5 separate regions of the Mus musculus genome follow, and all the other regions are linked to region 5. The links are chromatin contacts, called in public HiCAR-type and promoter capture Hi-C maps. All regions are on one chromosome and are shown on one strand. Each heading gives the region's core, a stretch centred on a gene start, on an enhancer-like site or on the middle of the called end of the contact. The rest is flanking DNA. Distances are from core to core; before and after follow the strand shown. Region 1 holds the start of Lats1 (large tumor suppressor). Region 2 holds the start of Katna1 (katanin p60 (ATPase-containing) subunit A1). Region 3 holds the start of Ginm1 (glycoprotein integral membrane 1). Region 4 holds the start of Utrn (utrophin). Region 5 holds the start of Stxbp5 (syntaxin binding protein 5 (tomosyn)).

The links. Promoter capture Hi-C pulls out the DNA fragments that hold promoters and counts their contacts. HiCAR-type assays count read pairs that join an accessible place to other places.
Region 1: a HiCAR-type map of astrocytes shows a contact between it and region 5, with 4 times the contacts expected there. The contact joins the promoter of Lats1 here to the promoter of Stxbp5 in region 5.
Region 2: a HiCAR-type map of astrocytes shows a contact between it and region 5, with 5 times the contacts expected there. The contact joins the promoter of Katna1 here to the promoter of Stxbp5 in region 5. A contact is called at or near these places in 2 of 39 promoter capture datasets (erythroid cells and pre-B cells) and 1 of 115 datasets of contacts at active chromatin or transcription factors (astrocytes).
Region 3: a promoter capture Hi-C map of liver shows a contact between it and region 5, with 2.8 times the contacts expected there. The contact joins the promoter of Ginm1 here to the promoter of Stxbp5 in region 5. A contact is called at or near these places in 1 of 39 promoter capture datasets (liver) and 1 of 115 datasets of contacts at active chromatin or transcription factors (astrocytes).
Region 4: a HiCAR-type map of astrocytes shows a contact between it and region 5, with 4 times the contacts expected there. The contact joins the promoter of Utrn here to the promoter of Stxbp5 in region 5. A contact is called at or near these places in 1 of 39 promoter capture datasets (pre-B cells) and 1 of 115 datasets of contacts at active chromatin or transcription factors (astrocytes).

Annotation. Positions count from the first base shown.
Region 1 is chr10:7,679,760-7,682,459 of GRCm38.p6, forward strand. It overlaps Lats1 (large tumor suppressor), which reads left to right and starts at 1,450. Exons shown (of 8, transcript NM_010690.1): 1 at 1,450-1,691. It also overlaps a transcript of Pcmt1 not described here.
Region 2 is chr10:7,724,477-7,727,325 of GRCm38.p6, forward strand. It overlaps Katna1 (katanin p60 (ATPase-containing) subunit A1), which reads left to right and starts at 1,524. Exons shown (of 11, transcript NM_011835.2): 1 at 1,524-1,647.
Region 3 is chr10:7,779,503-7,782,202 of GRCm38.p6, forward strand. It overlaps Ginm1 (glycoprotein integral membrane 1), which reads right to left and starts at 1,415. Exons shown (of 8, transcript NM_001346750.1): 1 at 1,259-1,415. The coding sequence starts at 1,372.
Region 4 is chr10:12,860,289-12,862,988 of GRCm38.p6, forward strand. It overlaps Utrn (utrophin), which reads right to left and starts at 1,447. Exons shown (of 74, transcript NM_011682.4): 1 at 1,280-1,447. The coding sequence starts at 1,358.
Region 5 is chr10:9,899,757-9,902,456 of GRCm38.p6, forward strand. Stxbp5 (syntaxin binding protein 5 (tomosyn)) reads right to left here and starts at 1,284. Exons shown (of 26, transcript NM_001081344.2): 1 at 775-1,284. The coding sequence starts at 927. Gm46210 (a long non-coding RNA gene) reads left to right here and starts at 1,557. Exons shown (of 3, transcript XR_001779713.1): 1 at 1,557-1,741.

The DNA of each region.
Region 1 (2,700 bases), core at 200-2,699, 2.2 Mb before region 5:
TCATCATTGCAAAGTTGGTAATGCTGGTGCTCTCCCAGACTTAGCTCCAGGTTGGAGGCCTGAGTTTAGGCCCTGGCCTGGCCTGGCCTCCGCTCCTCTGCTTCTTTCCCAAGGGTCTTTTCACTGCACCCTGGCTTGTGCGGTGACTTAGCCCTCTCAAGAAGCAGCTCCAGCTCTCTGTGCTTAAAATATTTTTAATGGTTCAAATTAGCAGACATAGTCCATTGAATTACACGTCTTAAAATTGTACCTACCTACCAAAGCACAAGGTAGGGACCTTGATTTGTAGGACGATCCCAACAGCATAGTGGGGCTGAAGCCACATTAGGGATTTTTACTATGACGACAGAGCTAAAGCAGTGGCAGCGACTACATTAAAATATTCCCTTGTCATCTAAATTTGACCATCTGAGGTTTTCATAGTTGAACTTTTGGATACAGTACCTCAGAAAAAAGCAGAACTGGGCTTCATGGAGCAGGCTTGTTATCTCAGCTACCTTTAAGACTGAGGCTGAAGGATCACAAGTTCAAAGCCAGTCCGGATAACAGTGAGGCCCAGTCTCAATGAAAACTATAAAATGTTCTGAGGATATAGCTCAGTGGTAGAGCACTGGCATAGCATGGTTCAATTCCTGGTTACACTGGGATGTCAACGTTTTTACTTTTTTGGTCTAACACAAAATAGAGTATCTGAAAAAAAAAATAATTGCATGTATTACCTACCAGCAAAACTGGGGACTGTGTTCATATTTACAGGTGATAGACAGCCCAGTGTTGGTTGGCACCATTTAGATTCTCAGCACTAGGAAAGGTGGAGTGGGGTAGGAGAATGGGAGTTTTGGCACACACGCTGCGGCCTAGAGATCCTCTACGTGGACCTAATCCCCCGCAAAAGAGAACAATGCATTAAAAGACCAAAGTCAGTGATGCATCCCGAACAGCAGATTCAATTTCAAGAGAAACAGAACTTCTGACAGCGGCCCCGTTACTCGTTATGGCTACAATGACCTCTCCTGCAGATCCGCTGGACCGAACTCTGCAAATCCACAGGTCCAGTTTCAAGAACACTCCATCTGGCTAGTTCCAAAACCACATTCGCTCCCAGCTCTGGAAGACTCGAGTTTTATTCAAGCTCTAGACATCTTGCCTCGTGACGTCCGCGGTCTCGGAGCGCCGTTCACCGCCCTTTCCTGGTGCGACCCACGCTCGCCGCGACGCGCCCGCGTCTCCGTGCGGAGCCAGAACGTGGTGGTACAGACTCCACTCTCTGGGCCACACTCACCCCGGCTCGGGGAAGCGGGCGAGCGAGTCTCGGTCGGGAGGCCACAAACGGAGCGCTAGCTCCGGGGCCCAGCGGGGCGGCCTGAAGCCCCCAGTCCTCGGCCCCCGCGCAAGCGACGCCGGGAAATGCCCACATCCGGGAAACCCGCGGCGGACGGCGGCGGCGGCGACACGGAGTGGAAGGCAAAATGGCGGCGGCAGCGATGGCCTGGTGCTGAGGGGAGAGCCAGGTCCTCGCGACCCCGCGTCGGGCCGCGCTGGCCGGCCGCAGCCCCCCGGCGTGTGTCCCCGCCCTGCCCCATCCCGAACCCGGAGCGACGCTAGGGGCCCTGGGGGACGGGCTCCGGGCCGCCGCGGCGCCGGCCCTCGGGCCCGCAGCGGCTGTCCAGAAGCCTCACCGTCCCCTGCAGGTAGGTCCGGAGCCGGCGCCGCGGGTGGGGCTCGCGCTCCTCGGGAGTCCCTGTCGGCGGGGCGGTGGCCGGCCGGGCCCACGCCCATCCCCGCTGGCGGGGGTCCAGGGGCCGCGGTGGCCAGGCGGGCTGAGCCGGCCGGGTCTGGGCCTGACTGGGGCTGATTGCGCTGACCGGAGCCGAGCCCTGCCCTGGGGAAGCGGAGGTTGGCCGCACCCGGCGCCGCAGGGAGAGCCCGGGGGCACTGAGGCCTCCGAGGTGCGAGCTGGCCTGGGAAGAGCGGGCGGGGGCTCGGGACGACAGCCACCCCTCCCCGCTTTAGAGGGGAGAGGAGCGAAAGGTGGTTTTTTTCACGCAAGGTTGCACCAAACCGGCCTCACTTCTTTGGCCTCGCAGCGGGCCTCCCGTCGGGGTCCACCTTTGAAGCAGTCCTGGGAACCTCTCCAGCTCGCTGCAATTTGTTAGCTCACCGCTTAGTGGCAGGGGGTGGGAGAGACGTGTCACTTGTTCGGGTGCTTTTTAAGTACTGGAAAACGAAGGAAAGACAGTAAGGGAAGATTGTTTATTGTACCTGGGGAAAAAAGTCGAAGCGAAGGAAAGAATAACTCTCCGATGACTTATCCCAATTCTCCCACTAATGCAGTTGGAAAATCACTTTTCTAAGGGAACGAGGTTAAAATATTTGTCTCCATTTGTAAATATGACTTTTTAAAATATGTGTATTCACTAGAAGTTACAAGTCAGATGAGCAGTAAGTACAGTCTCACACAATATGGTATCACTCAAGGTTTGGAAATTAGCCCAAATGCCTGGCATGAAGGTTGTCAGAAGTTTATGGATTATTTATTGAAGGTTATTATACTTTTCTTAAGACAGGGTCTCACAATGTATTCCTTAGCCTGGGACTCAATATGTAGACCATGCTGACCTGGAACTCAAAAAGATCTGCCCGCCTCTGGGGTTGGGCTGTGAGCCACCATGCCCCGCTAATGTTAAGGTTTTTAGTCCT
Region 2 (2,849 bases), core at 274-2,773, 2.2 Mb before region 5:
GGGCCAAACATATTCAAACCACCACACACTGTAAGTCACCTTTTGGGGGTTTGTCTTTCTATTTCAAACATTTTCACTGACGCCAGGCACAGAAGCCCATGGCTGTAATGGGGACTCTTAAGAGCAGAGAAACTATGAGTCTGAGGTCAACCTGGGGTATGTGATAAGTTCCAGGCTAGGAGAGGTTATAGAGTGAGACTTTGTCTTGAAACAGCAACAAACAGGTATGTGGGAGTAGGTGGATGGGTGGAGGAACATCCTCATAGAAGCAGGGGGAGGGAGGATGGGATAGGGGGTTTCCTGGGGGCCAGGGTGGGAAAGGGGATAACATTTGAATTGTAAGTAAAGAAAATATCTGGATGGCTCAGCGGTTAAGAGCACCGACTGCTCTTCCAGAGACCTTGAGTTCAATTCCCAGCAACCACATGGTGGCTCACAACCACCTGTAATGGGATCTGATGCTCTCTTCTGGTGTGTCAGAAGACAGTTACAGTGTACTCATATACATATAATAAATAATTCTTAAAAGAAAAGAAAATATCCAAGGAAAAAACAACAACAAAACATCACTGAGGTATAATTTACATAAACTCAAATTACAACTTTCATTTCATGTGTAAAACTGTACACCTGGGAAGACATCTCCACTACAGAACATCATTCCCAACTCCTAACTAACTCCCACCCGGATACTTCTGATTAGTTACTACAGATTCATCCTGTAGGTTCTAGGATTTCCTATATATTTAAGTATACCATATACATTCATTTTGCACCTTTGAGAAGCTTTTAAATTATAATCCGGTTTTATAAATTAACAGGCCTTTGCATTTGTATAGATTATAAATCCATCTCTTGGAGTAATTGATCTATATCTCTCTAAGTGGTCTTTTTTATTCTTGCTGATGTGCTGATTATAGTTTTCTGTGCTCTGTGACACTAACGTTCACATCTACTAGAGCAGAAAATATATTTTCTATTTTTGGTGAAAAATTTAGAAGACTTTAAACCCTGTAAAACATTATTTCATATATGCAGTGGCTTGCCTGCATGCATGTATGTGTACCAGTTTGTGCCCTGTGTTTTGTGATATAGGAAGAGGGTGATGGATCACCTGGAATTGGAAATAAAATCTCACCCCTTAGCATGTCTTGAGAGTATTCGCGTTACCCTGACACATGGGTCCCAGGCTTCATAATCCTAAGTACCGGGCTCTAAAGCAAGATTTGTCATAAACGAATTGCTTGAGCACTGACACTCACCTGTAAGAGAGCCCCTGACCTCCTAACCTCAGAGCAGCTTAGTGTAAATCTCCTGCTAAGGCAGAGTGAAGAAGCCCTGGGAAGAGATAATGGTCCACAGAGTAAGTACTGAAGTAGGCGGGGTATTGCCAAGTCCTTCGCCCCGCCTACTTTCCTTCCCCACGCCTACTCCCATTTCCTAGCCGCGGCGCACAGTGCGCAGAAGCACCCCGAGCTCGGCCACGCCCCTCCGCAGGTTCCGCCTGCGCGCGCACGCCCGTAGAGCACGCACTTCCGGGGCGTGTCCCCGCCGGTGCGGGAACTATCCTTTTAAGAGGGGCTTTCCCGGTTTCATTTCAACTTGGTCCCGACCCGGAGCTGCGGCGGGTAGCCTGGGCTGCGCTAGGTGAGTGCTCGGGCCTCCAGGCTCCCTGTTCCGCCCCCGCGACACCCGACCAGGGAACGCGTTCGAAGCTTTCACGCCCCCATCCCGAAACTTCCGCCTTGTAAAATCCCCAGAGCCTGGAGGTTGGGGTTCAGCTTCTTTTCGTACAGTTTGTTAGGTTGGAGTTGTACTGCTTTCTGGTGGCTTACTTCTTTCTGTTGTTTCTCCTTTGTGTTGGCCTTTGTTTTTAGTTTTAGATTTATTGCTATTGTTGAGTATGGTGTAGATGTGGGCGCGTGAGTGGAGGTCAGAGGACAACTCTCTGGGGTCGCTTCCCTCCATCCGCCTTTACGAGGGTCCCAGAGTTGAACTCGGGTAGCCCGGCATGCTGGGCAAATGCCTCTACCTGCTGAGCCCCCTCACCGGCGTTTGTTGTTTTGTTTTTGTTGCTTTTAAAGGTGATAATATTGACGTTCTTTCTCTCTCTCCCTGGCTGTTCTGGATCTCGCTCTGTAGACCCGACTAGCCTTCCTTTACCTCCTGGCGCTGGGATTAAAGGTGTGTGCAACCACGCCACTCTTGGGGTTAGTTTCTTAATCTGAGAGCCTAGTGTTCTCATGAAAGCTTTTGGCTTTTTTGATTTGGCGCTGTGGAGAAAATTTATCCCAGGAAGCATTTGTTTCATTCAGTATGTGGGTTCAGTGGCATACAAACGAAAACTTGTCTTTCTTTCTTTCCTTTCCTTTCTTCTTTCTCTTTTTTCTCTTCTCTTTTCTTCTCCCTCTCTTCTCCCTCTCTTCTCCCTCTCCTCTCCCTCTCCTCTCTCCCTCCCCCTCCCCTCCCCCTCCTCTCCTCTTTCTTTTCTTTCCTTTCCTCTCTTTCTCTTTCTCTTTCTTCTCTTTCTCTTTCTCTCTCTCTCTCTCTCTCTCTCTCTCTCTCTCTCTCTCTCTCTCTCTTTCTCTTTCTCTTTCTCTTTCTCTTTCTCTTTCTCTTTCTCTTCTTCTCTCTCCTCTCCCTCTCCTCTTTCTTCAGTGTCTCTTGTAGCCAGAGCTGGTCCTTAACTCCGGATCCTTTTGCCTCTGCCTTGTACTGCGTGTAGGCTAGGCTTGTAACTGTTGCCAGCCCTTATTTGTTTATTTATTTATAGACAGTGTCCTTTGTAGCCTAAACTGGCCTGAACTTCTGAAACTCTTGCTTCTGCCTGGTACTGGGATTACAGGCGG
Region 3 (2,700 bases), core at 165-2,664, 2.1 Mb before region 5:
TCCATATCTCTATAACTTTACAATCACCCAGTATTTATTTGGTTTCCGGGTGCTTGTCCGCACAGTTGCTATTTTACCCAGAAGAAATTGCGGCTCAACTACAATTTCATATACAAGTGTGCTTGAGAGTTGCAAGGTTGTTGCTACTGCTTTGTGATTTCTGTATTCAAAAGAAGAGTTCTAGCATAATTCTAAAACATTATAAGCAGAATAAAGAGCTGGAGATGGCTCAAGAGTTATAAAAGCACTTGTTGCAAAACAGGACCATGGGAAACACTGAATCCACAAGGTTATCCTGTGACCTCCATTGGTGTAAGTTCCCGATCCAACACCACATATACACAACAAGTAAAGTTTTAAACATAAAAAGTGACATTTATCATGACAGTCACTTCTGTCTTTAGTGTGTTCCTACCACATAAGTTTCTTGTCATTTGGGGAAAACTCGAATTTTATAATCTCTAAACTTTCTCCTACTATACTGAAGAAGGCCAATGTGGCAACAAGAGTAAATCATGGGCTGGCATTTTGCAATGGCAGGGTTCTCACAGTAAGCCAGGAATCTGAAAGACTTGTGACCTTAGAGCGGTTGAATCTCGTTCCCCTGGGATGTTGAAGAAACTCATCTCCGACCCATCACGCAGGAAAGGACTGCTCCTCCCACCCACCCCACCCCCACGACCACACACACACACACACACACACACACACACACACACACACAAACACACATCCAATAAAAAGCCCATCCGGGAAGCGATAGACCTTCAGCCTCCCTCAGTCGCTAGCCCGAGTGGCCCCGAGACCAAGAAAGGCACTCCCTCCTGGTCGCGGCCGAGCAGACACAGGTGGCCTGGAAAATTGCTAATTGGGCAACACAAACATCTTCAGGGCCCAGGACCGGGCGCTAACCCAGGAAGGAGCCATTACAAACGACCGAAGTCACTAGCGATCACGCATTTTCGACAGCAAAACCTGGCAGGATCCGAACCGATTCGAGAGGCGCTAGGAAACTCAAGTTCGATGGCCGCAGTCTTGACCACACTTTCAAGGACGCCTGCACGCCTTCCTTGCGTTCCCTTTCGGGGGACCCACCCCACCCGGCATCCGGGAAAGCCCCCCCTTTCTCTCCCGGCGGCCAGACCCGGTCCAGCCCCGCACTCTCGGCTGTCCACCTGCGGGAGGGGGCAGCGTCACCCCGCCCGGGCTCCCGGAGGTCCAGGCAGAGGAGCGGCTTGTTGCGGACGCCCAGCCCTACCTGCGGGGCTGTGGACGGCGGCCTGGGCGCGTTGGTGGTCAGCCATCCCGCGGCTGGCAGCGCTATGAACAGCAACAACCGGACGGACAGCGGCGCCGACAGGCCGCCCTCCATCTTGGACAACACCGGCCCGGCGCGGCGGGAGGTGAGGGCGTGGCGGTCCGGGGCGGGGCGGGGCCTAGGGGAGGGGAGGGGCTGGGGGGCGGGACCGACCCCTCCCAAATGGGGCGGGTCGACCGAGCTGCTGGGGCTGCGCAGGCCTTTGACGTCTATGGGCGGAGCCAACTTTGTGAGCGTCCTCCGGGAGTTTGAGATGAGAAAGGGGTTTTCTCCAAACAAGTGCAATTCTTTACGAAGCCTTTACTTTTGGAGTGTGATTTTGTTTTCTCTTTCGAAACAGGATCTCGAAACAGTAGCCTAGGCTAGCTTTGAACTACTTACTGATCCTGCTGGAATTACAGAAGTGTGCCACCCTCTCACCTCAACCTTGATGGTACTTTTTCATTAGTATCAATATGTCGATATACTTACAAAAAAATGAAACAACTAGTGTCTTATAAAATGTCAGGAATGATAAATAAAAATTTAGCACTTGGAGAGGTACCCGCTTTTTCACTGGCTCTCACTATGCAGCTCCAGAACCCTCTATCTACACCAAGCTGACATTCAACTTGTGACAATTCTCCTGCCTCTGCCTCCTGAGTGTTGAGATTACAGGCAAACACCACCATTCCTACTGACTCATAAATTGCCACCTCTGGCTACAGGTGAGACTTTTGTTTGTTTGTTTTGTTTTTGTTTTTCGAGACAGGGTTTCTCTGTATAGCCCTGGCTGTCCTGGAACTCACTTTGTAGAGCAGGCTGGCCTCGAACTCAGAAATCCACCTGCCTCTGCCTCCCACGTGCTGGGATTAAAGGCGTGCGCCACCACTGCCCGGCCAGGTGAGACTTTAAAAAGTTTATGAAGTACTGGGCCTCCGTACAGCCCCAAGTATCTGATTCGATTAGATTGCACTAGAGCTGGGAAAGTGATAATTTGTCATGGGTCAGGGCTGAGGACCTGGCCCTTACCTTAAATGTCCCACTGTACTTTTGGCGTCGAGAGAAAATGCCACCAAATGAAGCCCGGTTCACATGTCTCCACATTCTGCTCCATTACTTTCCTAACCTATGAAATGAAGGTGTAGACCTTTCTTTAACCTGTTAATTTTTAAAATTTTATGTAAATGAGTTGTAAACCACCATGTGGGTGCTGAGAATCAAACCCCAGTCCTTTGTAAGAGCAATAAGGGGCCTTAACCGCTGAGCCGCCTTTCCAAACCCTTTTTCTAACCCTTTAGCTTGTATTTATTGTGGAGCAAGGTGTCATGTGGACGTGAGAGGACAACATCCGGGGGCCAGTTCTCCGCTTCTGCCATGTGGCTTACGGGGATCCAACTCAG
Region 4 (2,700 bases), core at 197-2,696, 3.0 Mb after region 5:
GGCCTCACAAGTTATAGACTCTGAGACGTACAGAGACATCTAGCTGTCTCTCTTCCACTTTCCTGTCACTTTCCACATCTCTACATATGAATTCTGTACCCCTAAAATGACATTTAGGAGATCACAGTGAATACACCACACAACATGCCGACGCACTTCCCAAAGAGTCCTTAAAGCTACAAAAACCACTGCATAGTCACAGCCTTATCTGTAACATCCAGACGTTTCACAGACCAAGCACAACCAGCATCACGAAGGGCAATGCATATCCTACTGAGATCTCATTTCCTGCACGTATTTTAGCAGTTTCGACTAAGAAATGAACTCTTACCATAACACACAGACATTTCCAACAGGAAATATCACCTTTGAGTTCTATTCAATGTTGTTGTTGTTGTTGTTGTTGTTGAAGAGTGACACGAAGGAATGTTTATAATGCTGGAGTTACAAAAGGACAATGCTCACACCCAGGTGAGAACTCTATATAATTTTCCCAGCTTAAAAAGGCCATGCTTGCTCAAAAATATCTCCCCTTTGAGCCTGTCTCGGAACCATGTTTGAAGCTCTTTTAAAAATACAGAAATTTTCATTCAGTGGGTTTGGAGCAGAGCCAACACATCTGCATTTGTAAAAAAACTCCCAGTTGATTCATTTGGAGAGCCAGAATTGAAAAGCAGTGGTTATATAATAAGCTGGGGGTGGGGTGGCATCCAAAGACCTCCAATCCGAATGTTCACATGAAAGTCATTCGTCGGTCTTAGTCTGGCTGATTTGATCACACTGGGGAAGACTGTATCTTTAGAAACTAACATTTCTAAAAGGAAAGAGAAGGTCACATGCCAGTGTTAGCATCCAACAGCAATTAGCAGGTGGGCAAAAGGTTAAGGAATCCCACCACAAAATGATCTTTCCACCAGAAACTATGGTATTCGCTACTCTAAGCATGTGATTCCTTTCCGTTTTCAGGTAATAAGGGTAAATGTTAGACTAAGCTTGTCTATCTTATTGACATCATAACTGCGCAGCATCAGTTATGCTGTAGGCAGGAGTTTCTCCCAGTAAAACTACTGCACACACAATGTAACAAAGGCAAGCTGGGAGTGTAAGATAGGCCACACAGAGACTGGAGATTGCCTTTCACAGAGCAATAGTCACTCACGGCTCAGAATTCAGTTTCTCAGAAGTTTACTTAACAAGAACAATGCACAACAAGCTAAGAAATCTCTGTCTTCAACACAGTCTATACAGAGGGCTCCACAGTGATGCATCCATTACTCACCAGATCTGGACTTAATGATGTCACTGAATTCGTTCTGCCCATCATCAGGCCTGGCTTCAAGGTCCCCATACTTGGCCATCTTGAATGAGTTTCAGTATAATCCAAAGGCTTTCCCAGATCCTCTTCTGAAGGCTAAATCTGAAAAATGGTCCAGGCTAGCATGAATACCTAACAGGAAAAGAGAAAGTATTGAGTAGAAATACAGAAACATATTCCTTATTTGTTTTTTCCTTTGCTTCTGGCACAGGTCTGTGTGTGCACATGTGAAAGGGGTGGGTGTGCATGTACATGTGTGCATGTGCACGTGGAGGTCAGAGGCTGACACTTGGGTGTCTGCCTCAACTGCTGCTCTCTACCTTTTATGTTAAAGCAGGGTCTCTGTTTGAACCCCAGGGTTCCCCTGAACTCACATCCCACGTGCTGGGATTACAAACAGGCTGCCAAATGTGCCGGGCATCTGCACGGATACTGAGGTGGGGTGTCAAGTACTTAACTGCTAAGCCATCTCCAGCCACATATAGTCTAAGACACAGTTACGGAGTGGCTTCCTGAGCACATCCACATGAGGCTTTATTTAGCACAGCCTCTTCCACGTGAGTGAGGCTTATGGACACCGAGCTTCACGGATAAAATGAAATTCACTCTATAATCAATGACCTCATTACAACCCTGATGACTGACAGCAGTCCGGAAGAGAAAGATAAAGTCATAAAGTCATAAAGTGGACGAGTCACACCTGCCCAGGGCCACTGAGAAGGCCTTCCTAAGCAATGACATTTGGGTCTATCCTTCAAGGAGAGGAAGAAGTTCACTAGCTACAGGGCAAGTAGAAAAGAGAAGAGCTTGGTATGTGAAATATTAGCGCCGCTGAGAACTGGGAGGCAGGGGGCTAAGTCCTGCTTTTGGGAAGCACGTCACACAGCCGAGGAAGAAAGCTGGGGCCAGAGATTCCTAGAGAGGCTTGGATACCTGTCTGAGGAGAAGGACAATCAGAGAGGTGACATAAGCCCGTTCACACCATGGCTTGTCAGTAGACCAGAGTAACTCAGGAAGCACCAAGGACTACAGTACATTAGAGCAGTGCTCTCATTAAAGAACTTAGGCCGTGAGAAAGGAGATGTCGAATGGAAACATTTCAGCTCTTCTCTGCATCTGAAATTGTTTCATGCTACTGCGTTAGAGAAAAATAATCCCACGCTTGACCAGACTTTACAAAAGCATCAATGGGGCCTCAGGTGATAAATGGAATCACAGCGCACCCTCTGTTGAGTATCTCTGTCTGTCGGAGAATCAATCATGAGGCTTATCATGGGCACACAAATTGGAAGAGGCTATCAAAACAAAAGGCCTAGGGAATTAGGAGATGGGTCTGTGGGTAAAGAGCCTACTGCACAATCATGGGAACCTGACTTCAATCCCTC
Region 5 (2,700 bases), core at 34-2,533:
CGAAAAATAATCTTGTAATTTTGTATTACGTCCGGAATAATTTTAGGACATAAGAACCGAATTGTACGTAGGCTTTTAAATCACCGCTGTAGGAAGGACCTAATGGCTATCTAGGAAGCAGGCGATTCTGGATAGGGAGGCTCATATGCCTTTCTCACCTAGCAGCTGGGAATTAATCCGCTGCATCATTCTTTCTGAATTACATACAAGACCTTGTGGCAATCATCGTGCCAATTCACTGACAAAACCCTCCGCGCTAAGTTTTTAACCAAACAGGCTAAAAAGAATCCTGTGACTTCAGGTGGTGAGCCGCTCGCACGCATTCTAAGGAAAAAGTGATGCGAAAAAAAATAATAATAAAAAATAAAAAACCTGGTTGAACAGGTTTGCCTTGCCCACAGACGACGTTCATCACACACTGCTGGAAAATTTCGACGTCAGTGGAAGATAATAAAATATGCGCGAATATAAAAAGTATTTCTAGGCCACTGTTACTAGCATCTAGATGGGGATTAAAGGCAAGGGTTGGGTTGCCTTGAAATGATTGCTTTTTATGAAAGGGAAAAAGACACCGACTTATAAGAAGTAGGGGATCTCTGTCCAAATCCCCCAGCAAGGCACGTCTGTCAAGGGTGGGGGGCGCCTTCTTGGAGCGCTGAGCTCCATTGGCGCGCTCTGCCCTCGCGCTCCCAGGTGCTGCCCAGCGGCCCCCTCAAACGACCCCAATCTTCCCACGACAGCTTGGCCGGGCTGCGCGCTCCCCGCTCCCTTCACCTTGCAGAGTTGGAAGTGTTCGGACTGGAGCGTCTCCTGGATCTCCGGCTCCCGGTTCCCAGGCGGGTGCTGCTGCTGTTGCTGCTGTTGCGAGGCCGAGGACGAGCCTGCGGTCAGGCCGTCCAGCACCTTCCTGATGTTGAATTTCCTCATGGTCTCGCCCAAGGGTCTCCCCGCTGCGAGGCCCAGGTAGGGGAGGAGGCACCGGCTGCGAAGGAGTCCGAGCCGCTGAAGCCGAGCGGCGGCTTCGACCGCGGGGAGCGAAGGAGCAGCGGGGAGCAGAAGATAATCCCAACAGGAAGGGCTGCGACGACGGGCGGGCGGGCGCGCGGCGGCGAGCCTTCTTCCTCCGAGGCCGCCGCGGCTGCAGTGGCGCCGGACGCCGCCTCCTCACCTGGTCGCGGCCGGGCTCCCGCCGTCCCGCGCCGCTGCCGCCGCATCCATGGCCCGCAGCCCGGCAGTCCCCCGGCAGGTCCCGGGCTCGGCCTCCGTTCAGCGCAGCCGCCCGGCCCGCATGGCCCGGGCACCCGGGGCCGGTCTCCGCGCCGCCTGTCGCTCTCTCCCCGGATGCTCGCTGTCGCCTCCCGTGAGCCTCGGACCCTGGCCCTCAACGCTCGGTAGAGCAGGCGGCGAGCCGCGGTTCCAGCGCCGGCCGCGGCGGTGGCGGCAGCTGGGCCTCCGCGGAGCGAGCTGCCCGGTGCGCATGCGCGCCGCCGCCCCCGCCCCCGGCCGGCGGCTTAAATCATCCTCCGCCGAGGACCAGGGGCAGCAGCTGGCGGACCCGCGGGCTCAGTGGCCCGCGCCTCCAGCCCTGTCACTCACAGCTCCCGCAGTGTGGTTTCGGGTTTGCTTGTATCTGGGCTCGCAATGGAACATCCAGGCAACGATTAAGTCAGTGGCAAGATGACAACTAAGAGACACCCAAAGGGAGAGAAGCCCAGCCTCCTTCATGAAGGTGTTGCTGGAGGTAAAACGAGGCTGGCGGGTGGAGGAAAGACTGGGGTCGGCCCCCTAAGGGGAAGAACTCCAGCGATCTCACCTTGGTCACCCATCATCCTGAATCCATTTGGCAGGCAGGGTGGGTGGCAGACAGCACTCCCCGCCACTCCTTGTTACAAAGTCCCGTCTACCTGCCAGTTTAATTAACCAATCGACAGCCCCCTGGAGTCTCTCTGAGATCATCCGGCGGGAGAAGGAGGTGAAGTTTTTTCTCAGATCTGACCGCCAATGTTCCTGCATGTCTCCCAGAGTGCTAAGAGACAGATGAGTGGTTCAAGTTTCCATCAGTGGAGAGAAATTGGTGCTGAGGGCGGAGAGAGCAATCCTTCTGGCCAGTGCATTCTATAAGCAAAGGTGATAGGGCTGGATAATCAGAAGGGGGGAATCCTTGGAAGACCTTCTATAGCCGGGGGCGGGGGGGGGGGTTGTACAGCAAGAAGCCAATCTTAGGTTTAGAAAGACCCCGCCCCTACCGGGGCGCGAGGGTGGGGTGGGAACAGCAATGCTACTAGGATTTGTTAGTTCCGCACCAAAATCAGAAGCACCTCCCTTTGCTTCGTTATTGGCTACATTCTCTCGTTCAGGACAGTCTCCTCACAGTATTGGCCTATGGGCAGACGGAGCTAGCCTTCAAGAATAGTAAACAAACCAATTAGGCTTGGCGCACAGGGCATTTCGGGAAGTGTAGTTCTCTAAAAGTTCTGTCCACCAAGAAGAAGCCTTTCAGTTGGAACTTTTTAAAACTTTGCTCTACGGTTTAAAACTTGTTGAAGTAGGAAGTTAATTCACGAAAGGGGGATGACGTAATAAACTAAACTTAAAGTCTTTCCTAAACTATTTGTAAGTTCCTAAACTATTTGCCTCTAAGCCTTTGGTTTATTTAATTCCCTGAAATACATTTTGTCTAGTTTAACACGTTGTATTGGG